2 separate regions of the Sus scrofa genome follow, and region 1 is linked to region 2. A link is a contact called in public HiChIP or PLAC-seq data. All regions are on one chromosome and are shown on one strand. The core of a region is the stretch at or near the end of the contact, and the rest is flanking DNA. Distances in the headings are between cores, read along the strand shown. Region 1 has its middle 16 kb from the start of EIF4G2. Region 2 holds the start of ZBED5 (zinc finger BED domain-containing protein 5).

Region 1 (5,612 bases), core at 1,178-3,677, 59 kb before region 2:
CCCTAATCCACCATGCCAGGTTGGGGATTGAATCCAAGCCCCAGCGGCTCCCAAGATGCCACCACCTATCCCTTTGTGCCACAGCAGGAGCTCCCTTACACACATTCTTTTTCACATTCCCTTCAGTTATGGTTGATCACAGGATGTTGAGTCTAGTTCCCTGTGCTCTGTGGTAGGACCCTGTATTGACCTCATTAATTTGATGACACCTGCAAAGACCTGATTTCCAGATAAGGTCACATGGGCAGGGACCTAGAGTCAGGACACCAACTATTTTCTTTTTTTCTTTTTCTTTTTCTTTTTTTTTTTTTTTTTTTTTTTTTTTTTTTGTCTTTTTGCTATTTCTTTGTGCCGCTCCCTCGGCATATGGAGGTTCCCAGGCTAGGGGTCGAATCAGAGCTGTAGCCATTGGCCTACGCTAGAGCCACAGCAACGCAGGATCCGAACCGCGTCTGCAACCTACACCACAGCTCACAGCAACGCCGGATCCTTAACCCACTGAGCAAGGCCAGGGATCGAACCCACAACCTCATGGTTCCTAGTCGGATTCGTTAACCACTGCGCCACGACGGGAACTCCTATTTTCTTTTCTTTTTTCTTTTTTTGCTTTTTAGGGCCACACCTGAGGCACATAGAGGTTCCCAGGCTAGGGGTCCAATTAGAGCTATAGCTGCCAGCCACAGCCACAGCAATGCCAAATCTGAGCCAAGTCTTTGACGTACACCAGCAGTTGATGGCAATGCTGGATTCCTGACCCACTGAGCGAGGCTAGGGATTGAACCCACAACCTCATGTTTCCTAGTCGGATCTGTTTCCACTGCGCCACTACAGGAACATAGGAACTCCTTTTTTTTTTTTGGACACCAACTATCTTTGAGGGAGACACAGGTCGACCCATCATGGGGGACTTGGAGGCTTCCAGCTCCTCACCTCAGGTCCTAGGTCCGAGGCTCAGAAGCACGCCTCTGCCCTCATGGGCTCATCTGGCTTTGATTGCACACCCCCAGGATGGAGGGGGTCATTGCTGCTGGGACGTGTCTCTCCCTTCCTTTCCTCCTCTTTGACCCCTTAATGCACAGCGGTATATCTTAGTGATGAGGGCTGGCTCTTGGGTTGAGTGCCGGGTAAGAATCACAGCCTTGTGACTTAAAACTCTGTCCTAGCCCTTCCAAAGAGCATGTAGAAGGTGCCCCAACCACTCAATGAACAAATGAAAGATCTTGGGCAAGATGCTCAATTTCACTGAGCCTCATCGATAAAATAGAGATGGCAATGTACCTGCCTCAAGGCGCCTGGGAAACTGGAATGATCGATGTACCTAGTCCAGCCTGGCATATACTAAATGCTTGAGAATATATACTAAATTTCTTGAGAAATGTTAGCTAGAATAATGATATGCTGTGCCGTAGTATAGCACTGGAGTATTAATGAGTTATTGATATCATTAATAATAATAGTAATTCTCCAAAGGGCGTCCATTACCTTTAGAATAAAAACCAAAGTCATTACTATGTCCAACTACGTGTCTCCCCTGCCTGCCCCTCCAGCCTCAGGCGCCTCTTTGTTCAGCCGCCCTGACTCCTGTGTTGACCCTCAGGCACTCCACGTGTGTTCCCATCTTGGCCATTGGCTTTGCTTCCCGTCTTCTTCCACATATCTGCTTAGTTCATTCCCTCGCTTTATTTAGATCTTTGCTCAAAGGTCACTTCTTAAGACCTTCCCTGAATACCCTATTTCAAGTGGCATTCACAGCACTCCTCATCTCTTGTTCTGTTGATTTCTCTATGAGCACTTTCTACTACTGACACTGTATATATGCTTATTCTCTGTCACCCAGATTGTTTGCTCCAAAAGGAGGCTTTGTCTCATTCACTGGAGTAGTGCCTGGCACATAGTTGGGACTTAATAAATATTTATGAGCTGAATGGACTTGTAGAGCAATCCCACACCTATCCAACGCTGTTTTTCATTATGTGTCGATCTGGCTCCTTGCAGCGACTCTAGGACATGGACAAACCAAGTTATTTCACAGATAAGGCAAATGAAACCCAGAGAGGTAAAGCGATTGGCCTAAGCTCATGGAAATAATTACTGAGGGAGCTGGCTCTGCAGGCTCTGGTCTGTGACTCAGCATGTCCCATGCAGACCTGAGCAGCCCAAGGATTCTCTGCTTATCAGTCAACATCATTGCATCATTCACAGATGATGCCAAAACTCTCACTGTCCCTTTTCCCATTGATCAGCATGTTCAATAGGTCCTTGCTGCCTTTCTATGGGACAAGGACACTTGTATCCTTGGGCCAAAGGGATCTTCTCCTGGGAGCCAGCAGAGGGTGCTAGAGAGACAGCATCCCATCCAAGGCCTAATGGGTGGCCTTGTCCTTGGCCAACCTCCTGGACTAAGTCCAGGTAGGGAGGCTGGGAGGACAGCCTGCGGTCTGGGCAGCGTGTGTGACTTCAGTGTCCTCTTGCTGCTCCTCTCTGCTCTGTGCTCAGAAGTCCCTTTCAGGAGAACCCTGGCTCTCTCTGGAGGCTGCTACTAGGAAGGCTGTCTCAAATTCTATTGAGATCAGTGGGAAAGAGCTTTCTGACTCCCTATCCTCCTGGCCCCGCTGCACAGCTGCTGTCCTCCAGCAGCTGCAGGATGAACCCTCATTCAGAAGGGTCGCATGGACTTCGTCCTGCTGTAGAGTTGGAGACATAAGCTCTGTGGAGCCAAGAGGAAGGCGGAATTGGGTTCCCTGCCTGTGCCTGGAAAGCCCTCCCTCAAATGTTTGCCAGGAAAGTGACTCTTAAAAGTCTCAACTTCTTCCAGGATGTTTCCTCCTCTCAGTTCAGGTGGCTCCTTGCTCCCATCTCAGTGTGTCCACCTGCCCCAGGGCCACGGGTTCTGGTCCTGTCTGCTCCCCCGCTGGACAGTGGGCTCCCTGAGGGTTGAGATGGCGCTGGCACAGATGAGGTGCTCACTTGTGTACGTACAAATGAATGACTAATGTCTGGTGAACTGGGTGCTTTGTAATTAAATTGGAGGCACTGGGAAATCTTAAGGCCGGGACAGCCACAACTGAGGAAAAAGTCAAGGATTTTTTATTTTTTTGCTTTTTAGGGCCACACCTCAGTGTATGGGAGTTCCCAGGCTAAGGGTCGCATCAGAGCTGAACTGCTAGCCTACACTACAGCCACAGCCACAAAGGATCTGACCTGCATCTGTGACCTATACCACAGCTCACGGCAACGCCAGATCCTTAACCCACTGATCAAGGTCCGGGATTGAACCCGCAACCTCATGGTTCCTAGTCGGATTCATTTCCTCTGTGCCCCGACGGGAACTCCCCATTCATTTTTAAAAATGGTTCTCTGTGCTTTCTGTGGATCCCCCAAGCTCCAAAATTCCCTTTTGGCTTAATTTGTTCTTTGTAGTGAAGAACCCTCACAGCCTTGGCAGAAAAATGTAGGTTTTCCAACATGGGACATTCAGGCACAGGATGAGGAAGAATAAATAAGCTAGATGAAGGGCACAGAGAGGTGGGTTTAACACTAAGAACAGCAATATTCCAGGCAGAGGAACAGCCTGTGCAAAGGCCTGAAAATAAAAAGAATGTAAAAGGGGGCACACAGTAGATGACTTGGGGCCTTGACTGTTAGATTAAGAATTGCATCTTAGTCTGAAGAAAACTGGGAGCTCCTGAAGGGCAGAGGAAGGATCAGACTTTTATAGAAGACTGCTCTGATGGCAATGTGGAGAATGAGCAAGAGCAAGAGGAAAGGCAGGGAGACCATGTGGAAACCTATGGTGGTCACTCAGGCATGAGACGATGGTGCTTGGACCAGGGTGGTGCAGTGATGAAACATGGAGAGAAGGGCTTCAAGAGCCATGATGGAAGATAACACATGGTGAATTGGTGGAGAGTAAGAGGAAGATAAAGAAGTGCACAGGCTTTTTGGTTTGGAACCCTGAAGAGGAAATGTTGGTTTGGGAGTTTAGTGATGGACATGTTGAGTTTGAAGTGCTTGTGGTACATTACACTCATTCCAGGGGCTGGTTGGATGTAAAGTTTGATGTTCTGAAAAGAGAGATGTCAGCAGCACAGGTGGTAACTGGGGTGACAGTGTCAAGGAAGGAAAGCAGAACAGCTCATGAACGAGGCTACAAGAGAGCCTTACTAGGAGACCAAGGAGATGCCTGAGAGGAAATTAGAACAGTAAACTGCTGAAAGCTTTTGACAAGAAAAAAAAGCATTGAGAAATGCCCAATGGACTTGGCTGGTGATTGGAAGCGCAGGCTCGAAGTTCTCACGGTGACAAGTCTTGGAAAAGCCACTGAGGTCAGACATTCACACACACATTGAAGGACTAGCTGTGAAGCTCCCTGCTAGTAACTGCCCATGTACCACCTTTAGTTCTTGTGGCAATCCTCATACATCAGCCACGTTTCCAAAACCAATTGAGACTTGGAGAAACGAAATATCTTGCCTAAGATGACCTTGCCAAGTGAGAGGAATGAACTCTAGATCAGAGTTCTTTCCACTTCTCTTTCCTTCTTCTATGTCCAGGTCCTGCCACAAACTTATTTGTGATGTGGTTCAATACTTGAGCACTTACACATTCTAGGCACTGTTCTAGGTGCTGTGGATACAGCAGTGAGAGAAAACAGCCACAAATGTCATGCTCCTCACACTCTGAAGGGAATTGGATACAAACACACAGCCTGTCACTACTAGGTGACGTGGACATGGTGATAGCTACAGCAGCAGGCCAGAGGAAGAGGAACGTGTTCAGAAATTACATTTTAAAATAGGGTCAACAGTGGGGACCTTACCAATGGTGGTGTTTGGGCCCAGATGTAACAGGGGAAGAGCCAGTCATCCAGAGGGAAGCAGGGACAGAAAACCACCAAGGCGTAGTAGGTTCTGAGGAGCCTCAAGCCAGGGAGCTATTAGTATGAACAAAGGCAGGCAGCAGGAAATAGGGTATGAGGTAAGGGCAGGGAGAGGTGACTACATCAGACATGGGGCTCTGTGGACCAAACTTAAGTATTTTGACTTAAAAAATCTTGATGCAAGCCATCTGGTGGATCTTATGCTAAGCAGTTGGTTTTAAGATTCCTATTCCTCTGGCTGCTGGATTGAAAAGGCCAGGAGAATAAGGGAACCCAGCTAGGGCTGGCATGTATCTAGCTAGGGAAGAAAAGTCCTAGATGAAGCAGGTTGTCGTACTTCTCATGTTTTGAAGGGAAAAAAAAATCAAGATTTGATGAACTGGACGTAGGGTTTGACATCAGGTGTTTGCCACTGAAGACTAAGGAACAGGGTGAAGAAAAAAAAGAGATGTTCTGAAAAGTGAAGTCTCAAGGAATGATGTACTATTCAAATGCTGCCTCCAAGATGATGAAAGCCTATGGGTACAGATAGCACTAGTTACCAATAATCTTGAGGTCTGGTGTAGGACTCAAGTGTGAGAATGGGGGAGTTGGCAAAATGAAGACCACCTATTTTGCTCTATGCGAAGGAAAGCCAAAATTGGGGCAAGTTGCAGAATCTTATTTTTTTTAGACAAGTCACTGGTTTTGTATGCTGATATTAAAAGCATTGTCATCCACAGCATGGTAGGTT
Region 2 (5,849 bases), core at 1,248-3,747:
CAACTTCATAGAAAGACATTAAAAACTTTCACAAACTAAACCTAACTTTTTAAAGTACACATTCATGTTTCTAAAACTAAGCACTGAACGTAATCTAAAATGGAATTTATGTGTGGAAGCGTTACATGAACTCTGCCTTTTTGTTTAAACTACTCTTGTCTCAAAAACTAAGCTTCACAGATTACTAATGTTTATTGAGTGATTAGTTTACTATGTGCCAGTAACTTAAATCCTTTGTAGATTAACTCATTTAATTCTCAAAGCAAACCTGAGAGTCAAGAACTATTACTAAAAGCCCCCTTTAGGGAGAATAAATAGACACAGAGACATTAAGTCAGTTGCTAAGTTAATATATTTGTGAAGAACTAAGACCTGAACCCCAAAGTTCGACTGCAGAGCCCACGTGCCTAATCACTGCTTGGGTGTCCTTGAATACTCTTAATTTCCCAAGCACTAAAAAATCTGGTACCAAGAGTTGGACGGTGAAGAAAGAAATGAAATTAATGGATTACAACTGTCAGAAGGTCGAGGATCTAAAGCCCTACTTTTCCATTATTGGGAGCAAAAGAGCAGACTGTCTCTCCACAGTTCTGAATGGGATTGAGCAACAGAGAACTTCATGGGTGACCTAAAAGGTTAGGATCCCTCTTCCTTGCTGCCAGAGGACACGACACAGTGGGACGCTTTGTTTTGAGGAAGGGGGGGCCTCATCCCCACTTTTTTAGAGGTGCTTCCCCGAATCTCTCGAGGACAAAGACACTGGTCTCCCCAAAGTTTCTACTTGACTCCCTGAAAAGCGGAGTATGGGGGGGGGGCTCGTTTTTTGTCTCTTCCGATTAAAGTGACAGGTATTCACCCCCACCCTCAGTCGGTTTCGGCTTTGAACAATACCCTTGGGAGACGGAGGGCGGGTAGTCCATTCATAAAGCCTAGGCGGGAGGTGGGCACGGACACCCCGCTCTGCACCTCAATGATTTTTTTAAACGGTCACCTCGATGTGCAGCCCGGGACCAGCTATCCCTCGGCTCCTTGTCACTGGTGCGCGCTGCCCGCCACAGCTGGGGGCTGGCTTCCTGTCTTAGTCCACCCTCGCTCACGGAACTCCTCTCGCGTCCCCGGGCGGTCGCCTCAGCTAACACCCACAGGAAAACGTCTCAGCACCCGACACTATCTTTCTCCTTCATCTCCATCAGTGATGGAAAGAACGGTCTCGGCTGCGGCTGGGCTGCAGTGCAGCGCAGCGCCGCGGCCCCCAGCTGAGCCCGCGGCCGCCATTTTACGAAGCTCATGGCAGCGGCCATTTCAGAGCGCACCGCTCAGCCGCCGCGGCGGCCCTGGTCCTCACCTTCACAGAGGCCTGAACAGGGTCAAGAGCCAGTCGTCGCGGACTGGAAGGGGAAAGGGTAAGGGGAGAGGGAGGAGGAGGGAAAATGAAAAACAAAATAGAGGAAAGAAGGATTCGGGGGCCGGGTGATGCTCTCAGCTCTGGGATATCGCCTATGCCACCTCCATAGGGATCCGATTCGCGGCTGGCGCGGTCGCTTGTCTGAAGATAAATTTAGCACTCCGCGGGCACCCGAACTTACAGTCTCCACGAGCGACTCCGTAGCCGACCAATCAGCAGCGGAATTGCTCCTCGCCACCAATCCGCGCTGAGCAGAGGGGCGGGACCAAAGGAAAGGACCAAGCTCGGTTGAGGCGCGGCCTAGCAGTCGCCGCCGCGCTGGATTCGTGCGCTTGCAGTAGCTGAACAAATACCCGACGTGAAGCGATTGTTTTCAAACTTCCCCGGGCTCGAGGCAGTCTGGGCGCTCGTTACAATGCAGAGTAAAGAGCATTTGTGATGCTGTAGGGCTGGACTGGCCTCGAGAAATCTGCGTGCCCATAAGCACTGGGGCTCTGCCCTGGCGGCGTTGATTTGGGTGGATTCGCAAAGCCTCAACTGCTGGGGATTTCGCTCTTTGTTCCCTGAGCCGCACCCCGGGCCGAGGTTGCGCAACCGCCTCCTCTTTTTCTTGTTTTCCCACTGGAATCCAGGCAGAAAACGCCCTCTCCCTTCCCCGCCCCTCCCCGACGCTGGCGTGTCGGGGGCCCCTAGGGGGCCGAGCTGGGAGCTGAGCCAGAGGTTGCCGGGGCGCAGCTCTTGGGTGACCATAGGTGGGGTCGGGGAGCCGGGTGTAGGAATTTGTAGGGATAGCGGCATCTCCGCAGTGTCAGCGGGAAAGAGTCCGCTTGCTGTGTCTTTGCGCCCCCCGCAAGTGGCACCCTCGCGGGAGGAACGCATAGAGCTTTGGAATACTCTGCTTGCTACAGCGTTCGGATGCTTTAAGCCTAGTTTTCTACGCCCCTCCTCTGTATTTAAAAACAACGCAGCAGAAGGCCTCGGGCTCTGTAGTCCATTATTCCATTTTGTGTGAGATCCGTCGTGGCGACCTATAGTCTATTTTTCCAAACTGGCATCTTAAAATATGCACATTACTTGGAAGGATTTTGTTAAAGTACATTAAACAGTGGGTCCCATTGTTTGCAGTATTTTAGCTTTTGGAGGGCCCGTGGAAATAACCAAATGAAAATTGGATCATCGTTGCAGGCACTGTACCAATGACAGAAAATTCCCAACCTGTGGTCAAAAGCAAGGGCAGCGTTTGCTTTCTTAGATATGCTTCTTTGATATGCGAATAAATTTCTTAGGTTTTGAAAGAAGTCTAACCTTTTATAACAATTTGTCTGGAGGACTGAAATAGACAATTTCCTACGACTGAAAATGATGCCAACATTCAGCCCTAAATGTTTTAAAGTCAGTTCAACATCTTCAGATCTTTGCCCATGGTAGGCTATCATGTGTCTTATTATTTTAAAATTATTCCTGTTGAATCAGCTTCATTTGAGCTTTAACCACCAAGGGGGAAATCATTTTGGGGAGGGGGTGCAATTTTATTTGAAGAGCAAAGAATTTTGTAATTGTAGGAGTTTTCTAGAATCACAGTAGTAGTGGAATAATATTGCACATTTTTCATGTTTTATATTTCAGAAAAGCTTTTGCATGTATGCTCCCAATTTAATCTTCACACATCTGGTTTACATCTTCATGAGTTGGAAACATCCAAAACAGATGATAACAAATTCAACTGAAGTCAAGTCTAGGGTTTAACCTATGTCCTAAAATTTGAAGAATCTGATAATTAAGGGGTTGAAACATAAAGAACTTTTTATGTAATTACTTAGTCAATAAATTACTATAGAATGTTTGTTGCTGAAACAGGCAAGAAAATATATAGACAATGTAGAATTTGGACCAATAATGATAATAATTTATTGAATACACAGTTATCGGCAGCAGCTGTTTCTAGCTGCACATGTTTAAGTGTACTAGCTCCTTTACTCTTCACAAACCTATCAGATGACTATGCCTGTTTTACAGGTAAGGAAATTGAGCACAGATTGGTAAATAAATTGCCCAAGTTCCCACAGCTAATTAACGGCAGAGCCAAGATTAGGTGCAATGTGGTTGTGGGAACTACAAGCCATGTGTGTCTGGGTAGAGTGTGTACGTGCATAAAACAATTTCAAATAAGATTACGGTAATATATTGGGTAAAAGCAAGTAGAGCTTCACCATTAAAAAGAAACTCAATTAGTTACCTGGAGCTCAAGTAAAATCATCACTGGAAGTAGTAACAAGTATTTTGACTGATATCCCAAATTTGCAGCCTTAGTTGCTGAAAGAGGTCTGAGATGGCAATTCCGTTCACATTGGTTGGGAGGGTTAGTTTGCATTGCAGTTAAACTTGCCAGAAGCAGATGGTGAGAGAGGGAGCTCTGGAGTCAGTGTCCCACTCCCACCCTCTCTATACTCCTTCCTCCCTCAGATAGTAAATGCCCAGAAAGGGCAGGATTGCAGCTAAGGCAGACCCTGAATGAACTGACAGCTGGAGGCCATCTACTGATCACACCATCTGCCCCTGAACAGGGCAGCAAGTCCTTTCTTGAAGAAGGATCTGAGTGGCCTATCTCCATGCCTGCCACAATGTGTCACCTTTAATATGAAGATGGTAAATTAATACACTTCATTATTTCTGTAAAAGTTAATAATCACTATGGTGAGGTGTGCTTTGTGAACTTTTAAGATCTATAGGTGAGGGTGAGTGGGTGGGTGGCATGGGAGAATTGGATGAAGGCAGTCAAAAGGTACAAACTTCCAGTTAAAAGATAAATAATTGGGAGCTCCCTGGTGGTCTAGTGGATAGGATTTGGCACTTTCATGGCAGTGGCCTGGTTCAATCTCTGGTTTGGGAACTGAGATCCCACGTCAAGGTGTTGCATGCCACAACCAAAAAAAAAAAAAAAAAAAAAAAAAGATAAGTAATTACTAGGAATGTGGTATATAGTATAATAAATATAATTAACACTGCTGTATATTATATATGAAAGTTAAGAAAGTAAATCCTGAGCTCTCATCATAAAATAGTTTTTTTCCTATTTAATTTTGCATCTGTATGAGATGATGGATGTTGACTAAACTTGTGCTAATCACTTCGTGATGTATGTAAATTAAATCATTATGCCATACACCTTAAACTTATGTAGTGCTGTATGTCAATTTTATCTCAATAAAACTGGAGAAAAGATGTGTGAAACATTTAAGAGAATTTTGTGACAGGTATGAGATTGATTTATCAGTATTAGATTTCTAAGAGTTAGGTAAGTGATTATGAAATTCCACTGGCTAGATGTTAGATACATTACATTTGTAATTGTAGTTTGAAATATCTAAGAAAATTTAATTAATGGAGTATGGAAGGGATGCTAAATATCAAGAAATATTTAGTTTGTTAAGCTTGCAAATTAAATCACAGAGAATAAGTGAAAGTGGTTATATATATTTATATATAAAGTGCTATGTATATATAATGTAAATAAATGAATATAGTCTCTCACAGAGAATAAGTGAAAGTGATAGAAGTCCAAGTTAATTTCTTGACTCATATTACTAAGAAGTACGGATGGGTTCAGTGACTCCAATGATGTTGTCAGGGCTCTGTTTAACTCTCTGTCTTGATAGGCCCTCTCTACATGGCACATAATGGCTTCTGGCATCCCCAGAACTCATGGGGCTCTTCCCCAATAGCCTTGGAAGAAAGCTTCCCAGAAAGGTCTTTTATGTAGTCTGGGATATGCTTGAGCCAAACACATTGTCAAGGGAAGGAGTATTCAGTGTGGTCAACTTGGGACACATATATCCTTTAGTTTGGAGAATATGAGTTTACTCTAATTCACCACAAGAATCTCATGCAATGGGTGAGGGACCATCTCCCAAAGGAATGAATTCTGGAAAACTGGAATATACACACTAAATTTGCTTCCTTGACCCTCATATTTGATCAGCTACCTCAAAGTCCTCCACTATTGTATGTCTTTGTCCAACCTAATTCCATTGCCATCGATTTTGTCCAGGATCTGTTAGTACTGTCTTAATCAATCTCCTGACTATTGCCAATCTCTATCAAATCTATCCTGCATACAGATAAATACTCTACACACATTAAAGTCAACCCCTTACTCAAAGCTATCTACTTTGTTGGGGTGATTAACTCCTTGGCTTGGCATTCAATGCTCTCACTAAACTGGTTTTGATTTTTAAATCTTTTTTGGAGTTCCCATCATGGCTCAGCAGAATCGCATCTGACTAGTATCCATGAGGATGCTGGTTTGATCCCTGGCCTTGCTCAGGGGGTTGAGGATCTGGTGTTGCTATGAGCTGTGGTGTAGGTCGTAGACACCACTTGGATCTGGCGTGGCTGTGGCTGTGGCTGTGGCTCTGATTCCACCCCTAGCCTGGGAATCTCCAAA

Evidence for each region. HiChIP or PLAC-seq counts read pairs in DNA pulled down with a chosen protein or histone mark.
Region 1: a contact with region 2 is called in an H3K27ac HiChIP or PLAC-seq map of skeletal muscle. The contact joins the enhancer-like site here to the promoter of ZBED5 in region 2. A contact is called at or near these places in 7 of 47 Hi-C or Micro-C datasets (alveolar macrophages, blood, heart right ventricle and 2 more) and 2 of 2 datasets of contacts at active chromatin or transcription factors (alveolar macrophages and skeletal muscle).

What each region holds. Positions count from the first base shown.
Region 1 is chr2:48,679,931-48,685,542 of Sscrofa11.1, reverse strand. No RefSeq gene overlaps it. Among named protein-coding and RNA genes, the nearest start is that of EIF4G2, 16 kb to the right of the region's middle. Within about 2 kb of position 2,427, at least 23 of the 83 cell types and tissues checked have an H3K27ac peak or open chromatin away from gene starts, as enhancers often do. A contact at or near this core is called in alveolar macrophages and skeletal muscle, where this site is marked.
Region 2 is chr2:48,620,950-48,626,798 of Sscrofa11.1, reverse strand. ZBED5 (zinc finger BED domain-containing protein 5) reads right to left here and starts at 2,497. Exons shown (of 3, transcript XM_021083322.1): 1 at 1,587-2,497.